Linked DNA regions of Sus scrofa: region 1 is linked to region 2. A link is a contact called in public HiChIP or PLAC-seq data. All regions are on one chromosome and are shown on one strand. Each heading gives the region's core, a stretch centred on a gene start, on an enhancer-like site or on the middle of the called end of the contact. The rest is flanking DNA. Distances are from core to core; before and after follow the strand shown. Region 1 overlaps RASAL2 (ras GTPase-activating protein nGAP). Region 2 overlaps RASAL2 (ras GTPase-activating protein nGAP).

Region 1 (5,216 bases), core at 1,220-3,719, 110 kb before region 2:
AATTTTGTCTCTTGATTGTGGTGGTAGTTACACAAATCTATACATAGGACTAAACTGCATAGAACTATCTGCACGCAAATGAGCACATACAAAAAATTGGTGAAAACTGAATAAAGTCTGTAGTCTAGTTTACAGAATTATACCAGTGTCAATCACCTGGTTTTGATATTACACTACAGTTATAAGATATCACCACTGGGGGGAGGGCTCCAAGACTCTATGTACTATTTTTACAACTTCTTGTGAACATAAAAATGCCAAAAAAAAAGAGAAAAGAATTAAAGAATTAGTCTAAAAGGAGACACTCAAGAAGATGAGTATATACACCCTGCAAATGAACATCACACTTACTCTTCGGTAGCTCCTGATGAAAAATAAGCAGACTATTTTATAACCATGCTTTGTCAGTGAGCCTCAGAACCAAAGACATAGTGTGAAGATTTTTACTTGAAGAACATTTGAAGGACATGAGAAAATTCTATTTTATGTGCTTATCTTTACCTCAAGATACTGGTAAATTTAAGCAGCACTTCCAGAGCAAGGCTGGCAACCTGACAGGCATTCGAAATCCTGGAATGCCTGAAATGTGGTATGACCATGGTTTTTCAGCATTTCCTAGTTTTTCATACTTTTCAAAGTGCATTTCAATACAGACTCTTCTCCTGTCCCAACACCCTTCCACATGACATGGTTTTAATGTGAAAACGCTGCCAATATCGATTCTAGGAAATCACTTTACTGGCTTTTATCTGATTAGATGGCTTTGGAACAATGATGACTTTGTGACATCCTATTGATTTTGCCTCTAAAATGTTCCTCCTATCTTGCTTCTGACTCTTCATTCCCATGGCCACTACTCTCTTTAGAGTCTTCATTACTTCTTACAATAGCTTTTTGCTAATCGGCCTCCCAAACATAGTCTCAGAAAACCAAGTCATCTGAAATTATACATAGCCACAATTTTGATTAGGTCATTTCCTCGCTCAAAAATGTTTAAAGGCTCCTCAGTGCTTATATGATAAAGCCCAAACTCCTCGATCTGACATTTAAGGACTGTGCTGTGTATGGAATACTGGATTGAAAATAACCTTCACTTAGAATTTTGAAAACATTGCTTCATTGACTTTTGATTGTCAATATTTCTGTTGAGAATTTTCCACACCTCCTTTGTGCATGACATATTCTCTCTAGAAGCTTTTAAGATAGTTTTTAAAGCCTCAGTGTTGTGCTCTTTCATGATGATATGAATTGATGTGTGTGTGTGTTGAAAGTCTTTTGTCATTTTTCATTCACTATGTTGGAAATTTGGTGGCCTTTCTAGTCTGTACATTTATATTTGCTTGTTTGGGGAAATTTTCTTATATTATTTCTTGGGCAATTTCCTCTCCCAGTTTTCTAAGTTCTCTTTTATCAGAATCTTCTGGATAGAGTTTTTCATTTTCTGTTTCGCTTTCTGGGAGACTGACTCGATTTTAGGGTTTTTTTTTTTTTTTTTTTTTTAATTTTATGGCTGCATCCATGGCATATGGAAGTTCCTAGGCCAGGGACTGAATCTGAGCCTCATCTGTGACCTATGCTATAGCTGCAGCAATGCCAGATCCTCTTAACCCACCGTACTGTGCTAGGGATCAAACCCACGCCTCCACAGTGACCTGAGCCACTGCAGTAGGATTTTTAACCCACAGTCACAGTGGGAACTCCAAGTCTGGCTTTTATATTTCAATTTCCAAGCTCTCTTGTTTCATTAAGGCTCCTTATAACATCTTTTTATTTGTTTCCTAGATGCATAATCTTATATTTTGAATATATTCATTATGTTTTGAAGTTGTTTTTGGCTCTATGCATTGTCTCTGTTTTTTCTGGGTTCTTTTTTTCTCTCTTCTATTTATTTATTTTTCTCTCTATCTTTCATGTTGAAGAATTTCCTCAAATATCTGGAGATTCTTGGCCATCTGTTTATATTTAAGATAAAAGAACTCAATGGAAGCTGTGTGTGCTGGAATAGAGCTTACAGATTAATGAGCTTCACTGCAGAGTACTTCCTGGCCAGCTGGTATTTAAAAAAAAAAAAAAACCTTAATGTCTTTATTGAGATATAATCAACATATCATAAACTCTATCCATTTAAAGTGTACCATTTTCAGTATATTCAGAGTTGTGCAATTATCACCACAAGCTAAGCTTAAAAACATTTCATCACTCCAAAAAGAAACCTCATGTCCATTAGCAGTCATTCTTTTTTTTTTTTTTTTTTTTTTAACAGCTGTGCCTGCTGCATATGGAAATTCCCAGGCTAAGGGTCTGATCGGAGATACAGCTGCTGGTCTACACCTCAGCCACAGCAACACCAGATCTGAGGCATGTCTGTGACTTACACCTCAGCTCACGACAATGCTGAGCAACCCACTGAGCAAGGCCAGGGATCAAACCCACATCGTCATGGATACCAGTCAGATTCTTAACCCACTGAGCCACAAGAGGAACTCCCATTAGCAGTCATTCTTCATTCATTACTTCCCCCTGCTCTATATCCCTAGCCTCTGGCAACCATTTATCTACTGCCTCCCTAGATTTGCATATTTTCGACAGTTCACATAAATGTAATTATACAATATGTGGTCTTCTGATTGGCTTCTTTCACTTAGCATAAAATTGTCCAGGTTCATCCATGTTGTAGCATGTAGCAGTACTTCATTCCTTTTTATGACTGAATAATACTGCATTGCATGGATATATCAAGCTTTGTATATCCGTTCACCAGTTCATGGACATTTGGGTCATTACTACTTTTGAGCTATTATAAATAATAGTTATGAACATTCATGCACAGGTTCTTGTGAAGATATATGTTTTCCTTTCTCTTGGATACACTTAGGAATAGAATTACCAGCTGAAATTGTAATAGGGGAACACAAATGTTGGTATCTGTCTCTGGTGCATATCTGTATCTTTATCTGGCTTCTCCATTTTGGTATGTGATAAAATTGCCTTCTGCAGGCAATTACACTTGATCTTCTTACTTAAAGTAATCCATCATTCAGATTTCTCCTAGTTTTATCAAGGACGGAGTTTGTATTTCTGTTTCTTATACTAAGTCATTCTCAAGATTAAAAAAACACAAAGTTTTTACCTATCAACTTAAAAACTGCAACTTTCCCCTTCTAATCATTTCCTACCTCATGCCTTCACATACCATGAACTCTTCAATATTTCAAGCCCTGTGATTTCCTACTCTTTGCTTTTGCTTATTATTTCCATTCTGAGGAATGCTCTCTCCAGCTATCTGTTTCTAAGTTCAAATTATACCTGTTTTTTAAGGTTCCACTCACAGGCCGCTGCCCTCTAAGTTCTTTCTGATCCACCCAATGAGAAATAATCTCTCCTCACCTATAATATTTTCTCCTGGATGTTTACTTCTTTTATTGGACTCCTTGAGGTTGGGGCTGTGTCTTTAGTTCTCTACATTCTTGGTAGTACATGGTTTACCAGACTGTACGTAAATGTCACAATTAGATATGTTACTGTTTATCAAGACATTTGGTTTTTAGAAAAATTAATTATTTGGCAAGTTTTTACTTGCTATGCCTATGCCCCACAATTTTACAAAAGAAATTTTGAGTTTAAGGGTGATTTTAAGTTGATCCCCCAAACCACACTGGTACCAAATTCCATCAGAGCCTCAAAGCAGCGTTTATGACTTGCAGATCATCGGCTAGACAAATCTGGACCCATTAAGGTCTTTTTGATCAATGAAGTCTGCATGTTAAAATACTCGATGGTCATTTGCACAGAGAAGCTTACTGATCATACAAAGTAAACTTTCTTTAGATGACATTAACTCCTTTAAAACTTTTTTTTTTTTTTTTGCCATCTTAAAGCAGTAACTTAGACCTTATGAGAACCATCTTATCTTTTAAAATATGAGTACAAATAAGGTTGTGGTTATCAAAAACCTTGAAGAATTCATAATACCATGATCACTACTTTATTAGCTTCCTGATACCTGTGGATAGACTATTTACTCCTCTTGAAGTGAGAGATAAAGTGATGTGCACAGTATCATAATGACAAATTTAAAGAGAAAGTGATCCTAGCTTCTTGAGTTCAATGTTCTGGTTAGATTTGGTCGAATGAGCCACAAAGAAAAAGACTGACATATTGGACCGATGAAAATCTAAAACATGAGTGATTTTAAAACAACAGATTGGAAGAAAATTTTAACAACATGCACTATAGTGGCTTGTAATCCCTGATAATAAAGAAAGCACTACTCCAAACCATAAGAAAAGGGACAACAGTTCAACAGAAAAAAATGGGCAAAGGGATGAATATGTAAGCCATAGAAGAAAACTTGTGAAAAAAATGTTCCACTTGCTAGGCATTCGGCAAATATAAATTAAAACAAAGAAATGTCTCCCTACATGCCCTTTTTTGGAGAGACAATATGGAATAATGGTTAAGAATGGAGCCTCCAGAGCTAGATTTCTTGGATTTGAACGGCAGTTCTGCCATTTTCTAAACTGTGTGGCCGTGTGCAATTTACCAATTGCTCTCAGTTTTCTTATCTTCAAAATTAGGTCACAACTGTTAACTAGGATTGTTGTGATGATTAAATGAGTTAGTTTATGTAAAGTGCTTAGAATGGTGTCACACGTAGTACATACTGTCTATGTGTTTAATATTATTAGCTGCCCATCATTCTGACGAAATGTAAGGATGTTTGAAGGATGAAAGCAATCCTCATCTGTTGGTGCAAATGGAAATTAGTACTACTTTTTCTGAAGGAGCAGTTCAACTTCGAAAATCTAACCCAATCACATAAGGACAGAAAGGTACATATCAAAAAATAGTCGTTGCACCCTGTTTGTGCCAAAAAGGGGGAAACAATTAAAATATCCATCACAGAGACGTGAAGTACATATGCTACAAAACCTGTAGCACTTGAAGTGGGCAGCTGTTTGCTTAACGATGTAGATTTATATGACTGATACATAAAGGTGTCCACAATATTTTTACTAAAAAGCTAGGTCACAAAGTAATACACACAATATGATCTCACTTAGATGCAAACAAGCAAAAGATGTGTCTGTGTGCATTTAGGTATGGATTTTAAAAAGGTTTGAAAATATACAAACTATTAATGATAAGGCTATTTATATAGGGAAAAAAGGAAGGTGAAGAGGAACTTAATTGTTTTTTAAGCTGTACTTATGTAT
Region 2 (5,356 bases), core at 489-2,988:
AGTTGGATTCATTTCTACTGTGCCATGACAGGAACTCCCAAGATTCTTTTTCCTTCTGTTTTTTATGTGTTTTGGATCTCTTTCATGCTAGAGGCTTTCTCTCAGATGTCTACCAGTCTTGGGAACGTCAGTGTTCTTAGGTCTTTCCTCTGGGGCTGATTAAATACCCCAACGTCACTCTTCTGACCTCCTGCCTGCAGGGTAAAGGCATGTGAGGGAGAGAGATGGAATGGTCTCATCCTTCAGTGTGCAGGTGCTCATGTTATCCCACTGTATTTGATAAAGTACCCTGTGGTCTCAATTTGGCTGGTACACCCCGGCCTGGAGAGCCTTGAGTTTTCTCCCCCAGAGAATTAACTCACAGCCTTCTATGACCGTAGAGGTGGGGGTGGAAGAGGAAATTGTTCAGTGGTCTGGAGAAGAGGAGACTGAGGGACCTACTACTGTGTTCCTGATGCCACTGATTCCAGAGCTATTTGAAGAATCTGCGGTAACAATCAGGTTGGTTCTTGGCTTTCTTTGTTGCCAAATTGAAATTTGGCTTTCACATCAGCAGAGTCATTTACCACACTCCATTTACTTTCCAGCTTTCTTTTTTTTGTTCTTTGGTTTGTTTTTTTTTTAAGAGCCGCATCTGCAGCATATGGAAGTTCCCAGGATAAGGGTCAAATAAGAGCTGCAGCTGCTCTAACACCACAGCTCACGGCAAGGCCAGATCCTAAACTCACTGAGCAGGGTCAGGGATTGAACCTGCATCTGCATGGATACTAGGCGGGTTCGATACACCTGAGCCACAATGGGAACTCCTGCTTTCCAGCTTTCAATTCATTACTATGTATTGTTATTTTTTGGTTGTTTTCTTCTTTGTCATTCTTCTTATTCTTGAAGGACCATGTCTTTAAAAGGACAGCCCTACTACAGTTGTAATGGGCTTTCTGGAAGGAATACAATTATATGCGTATGTTCAATCCACCATTTTTTTCCCTCAGAAGTCCAGGGAGAATCTAAAAACCATTCCTGATTGTTCATGCCACTCGTTACCACTCCCATCTGATTCTCCAACCAAAAGAGTGGTTCACTAAGACTAACACTGCCTTAGGACTGGTCAAGAGAGGCCTCTCACCTGGGCAGCACATTTCATTATTTTTTAATTTTTTAAAGTGTGTTCTTTTGTTTTAGCTTTATTTTTTTATTTTTTATTATAGTTGACTTGCAATGTTATGTTAATTTCTTCTGTACATCAAACTGACATATATATACACACACGCACATTCTTTTTCTCATATTATCATGTTCTATCACAAGTGATTAGTGAACTTTGCAGCACACTTGAGAGAACTCTACTCAGGTAGTTTGGGGCACCAACCCCAACAGCGCTTGGATGGACTGGCCGGGCTGTCCACATGTATATTTGTGGGGCCTCTCGTGAAATGGGACCAAATTTGAAAATTCCAGCCTGACCTTCCAGAATGTTATAAAAGTACACAAAGTTGAAGCATAGAATGTATTTAAGAAAAAAAAAAGGTTGTTTAGACTAACTTAAATATTAAGATATATGATATACTTTCTTAATTTAGCAAGTAGCTGGTCCACAATTAAACACGGACTTCCTTCATGACTTCCCTTCATGATTTCCCAGGTCTTCTGGATTTACAGCAACCCTGACAACAGCCTCTACAAATGACTTAGCTGAATCAGAATAGAAATCTTTTATTTAAGACACTTTACTGCCATCTGCTGGACATTTTATGAAATAATGACAAATCAACAATGACAACTAAATGACATATATCCCGAGTTGCTAGGCAACACATAATTTGTGCCCAATCAGACAGGAAGCAATGCCTTGGGATTACTTTTGGCAAAACTGAACTAATCTCTACTGTGCCAGGATAAGGGTGGGGAGGAAGATAAAAGAGCAAATCAGGTATCTAGACATCCACTTCTAACTTGGAATAAATTGTGGTCTGACACCTTGACTTAGAACTGGGAACTAATTTCCTCATTAAAAAAATGATTTAGCTGCCAATATAAATCTACCCCATAAAGGTGAAATTAAAAAATGGCTTTAATACCACACCAAGACCAGCCCACCCACCAGCAAGCCGGTAACCAATGAATGAGGCAGGGCCTGGCAGCCTTCTGGGCCAGGGGCTAGCCCTGCCTATCAGAGCACCCATGGTAGTCAGCTCCACCACAAGAGAGGATACACGGAGCCCACATACGGGGCATACCTAGAGTACACAGCTCTGTGATCACGGCAGTGTGCTGCTGGGCCCCACAGGATGACGCCTACACAGGCCATTTATCCAAGATCAGAAAACGTAAGTGGGCTAAGATTGAGAAAGAGACTTAGACAAAATAAGAAGACAGAAGAACATGTTCCAAACAAAAGAACAAGACAAAAACCCCAAAAGAAGAACTAATCAAAGAAGATATAAGCAATCTACCCAATGAACAGTTCATGGTAATGATCAAAAAATGCTCAATGAACGTGGGAGAAGAATGGATGAACATAGTGAGGAGTTTAACAAACAGAAAATATAAAGAAGAACCAAACAGAGCTGAAGAATACAATAACTGAAATAAAAAATATACTAGAAGGAATCAAAAGTAGATTGCATGATACAGAGGAACAGATCAGTGAACAGAAAGAATAGTAGAAATCACCCAAGCTGAACAGAAAAGAGAAGAAAAAATTAAAAAAAAAATAGGAATAGTTTTTAAGATACTCGAGACAGTATCAATCATACTAACATTCTCATTATGGGGGCACCAAAAGGAGAAGTGAGAGAAGGGAGCAGAGAACTTATTTGAAGAAATAATAACTGAAAACCTTCCTAGCCTGGAAAAGGAAACAGACATCCAAATCCAGGAAACACAGAGAGTCCCAAACAAATGAACCCAAAGAGGTCCACTGAAGATGAATTAGAACCGAAAGGACAAAAATTAAAGGTAAAGAGAGACTCTTAAAAGCAGCAAGAGCAAAGCAACTAGTTATGTACAAGGAAACAACCATCAGACTATCAGCTGGCTTTTCAGCAAAAACTTTGCAAGCCAAAAAGGAGCGGCACGATATATTCAAAATGATGGGGCGGGGGGACTGTAACCAAGAATCCACAACCTGGAAAGGCTATCATTCAGATTTGAAGGAGGAGAAAGAGTTTTACAGAGAAGCAAAAGCTAAAAGAGTTCAGCATCATTAAGTTGGCTTTACAAAAAAATGTTTCAAAGACTTTACTAAGTGGAGAAGAAAAGATGATAGCTAGAAATATGAAAATTACAAAAGGAAAAAATCTCATGGGTAAAGGCAAACACATAGTAAAAGTAGTAAATCAACCACTTCCAAAGCTGATAGGAAGGTTAAAAGACAAAAGTAGTAAAATCGTCTATATCTACAATAAGCAGTTAAGGGATAGACAAAACAAAAGATGTAAAATGTGACATCACAAACATTAAACATGGGAGAGATTTAAAATGTAAGGTGGTTAAAACAATCACATATAGACAGGTTGTTACATATGAACTTCACGGTAACTACAACCCCAAAGTTTCTAACTGATACACACAAAAAATAGAGAGAGGAATCCAAAAATGAGACTAAATTCTATGAAAAGAGAGCCAGGGTAGCAACACATATCAAAAAAAAATACACTTTAAAACAAAGATTGTAACAGGAGACAAAGAAGACATTATTTTATAATGAAGGGCTCAATCCAACAGGAAGGCATAACAATTGTAAATACCTATGTAATCAATATAGGAACACCAAAATACATAAAGCAAAGATTAACAAATATTAAAGGGAGAAACTGACAGTAAGACAATAGCAGTAGATGACTTTAATACCACACTCACCTCAGTGGATACATCATCCAGACAGACAATCAATAAGAAACACTGGCCTAAACAACACATTAGACTCGGGGAATGTAATAGATACATACAGAGAAGAGTCAATCCGAAAGCAGAATACACATTCCTTTCACGTGCACATTCTCCCAAACATATCACATTCTAGGCAACAAAACAAATATCAATATATTTAAGAATACTGAAATCATATCAAGCACATTTTCTGAACACAAAAGTATAAGACTAGAAATCGACCATGAGGGAGTTCCTGTTGTAGCTCAGTGGTAACAAACCCAACTAGTATCCATGAGGTTGCAGGTTTGATTCCTGGCCTCATTCAGTGCGTTAAGGATCCAGCATTGCTGTGAGCTGTAGTGTAGGTCACAGATGAGGCTTAGATCCCATGTTTCTGCGGCTGTGGCAAAGGCCGGCAGCTGCAGCTCTGATTCAACCCCTAGCCTGGGAATTTCCATATGCCGCACATTCAGCCTTAAAAAGCAAGCAAACAAACAAACAAACAAACCATGAGAAGAAAACTGTAAGAAATACAAACATATGGAGGTGAAACAGCATGTTACTAGACAATCATCAATGGTCACTGAAGAAATCAAAGAGGGAATCAAAAAATACCTGGAGAAAAATGAAAATAAAAACACAACAACCCAGGAGTTCCCCTCATGGCTCAGCAGAAACGAATCTGACTAGCACTCATGAGGACATAGGTTCGATCCCTGGCCTCATTCAGTGGGTTAAGGATCCGGTGTTGCCATGAGCTTTGGTGTAGGTCGAAGACATGGCTCGGATCTGACGTTGCTGTGGCTGTGGCGTAGGCCAGCGGCTATAGCTTCAATTCAACCCCTAGCCTGAGTACCTCCATATGCTGCAACTGCAGCCCTAAAAAGCAAAAAACAAAAACAAAAAAACAAAACCCACAATGACCTTAAATCTATGGGTTGCAGCAGAAGTAGTTTCTTAGAGGGAAGTTTATAGCAATACAAGCCTACCTCAAGAAACAAGAAAAATCTCAAATAAGCAATCTGGCCTTACACTTAAAAGGATTAGACAAAGAAGATGCAAAACCCAAAGTTAAGAGAAAGAAAGAAATCATAACTATTAGATCAGAAACACAAGGAGACTAAAGAAAAAAAAAAAAAAAAGCAAGCAAGCAAGCAAAGATCAATGAGACCAAGAGGAAATTTTTTGAAAAGATAAACAAAAATTGAAAAAACTTAGCCAGACTCATGAAGAATAAGAATAAAAAAAGAGGGGGCAATGGAGTTCCTGCCATGGTGCAGAGAAAATGAATCTGACTAGGAACCATGAGGTTATGGGTTTGATCCCGGGCCTCGATCAGGGGGTTAAGGATCCTGTGCTGCTGTGAGCTGTAGTGTAGATCACAGACATGGCTCAGATCTGGCGTTGCTGTGGCTCTGGCGTAGGCTGGTGGCAACAGCTCAGATTCGACCCCTAGCCTGGGAACCTCCATATGCTGCAGGTGTGG

The links. HiChIP or PLAC-seq counts read pairs in DNA pulled down with a chosen protein or histone mark.
Region 1: an H3K27ac HiChIP or PLAC-seq map of alveolar macrophages shows a contact between it and region 2. The contact joins two enhancer-like sites. A contact is called at or near these places in 3 of 47 Hi-C or Micro-C datasets (embryonic fibroblasts, epiblast stem cells and skeletal muscle) and 1 of 2 datasets of contacts at active chromatin or transcription factors (alveolar macrophages).

The regions. Positions count from the first base shown.
Region 1 is chr9:120,266,799-120,272,014 of Sscrofa11.1, reverse strand. All of the region lies in intron 5 of RASAL2 (ras GTPase-activating protein nGAP), which reads right to left. Among named protein-coding and RNA genes, the nearest start is that of TEX35, 83 kb to the left of the region's middle. Within about 2 kb of position 2,469, at least 1 of the 83 cell types and tissues checked has an H3K27ac peak or open chromatin away from gene starts, as enhancers often do. A contact at or near this core is called in alveolar macrophages, where this site is marked.
Region 2 is chr9:120,151,668-120,157,023 of Sscrofa11.1, reverse strand. All of the region lies in intron 3 of RASAL2 (ras GTPase-activating protein nGAP), which reads right to left. Among named protein-coding and RNA genes, the nearest start is that of TEX35, 200 kb to the left of the region's middle. Within about 2 kb of position 1,738, at least 5 of the 83 cell types and tissues checked have an H3K27ac peak or open chromatin away from gene starts, as enhancers often do. A contact at or near this core is called in alveolar macrophages, where this site is marked.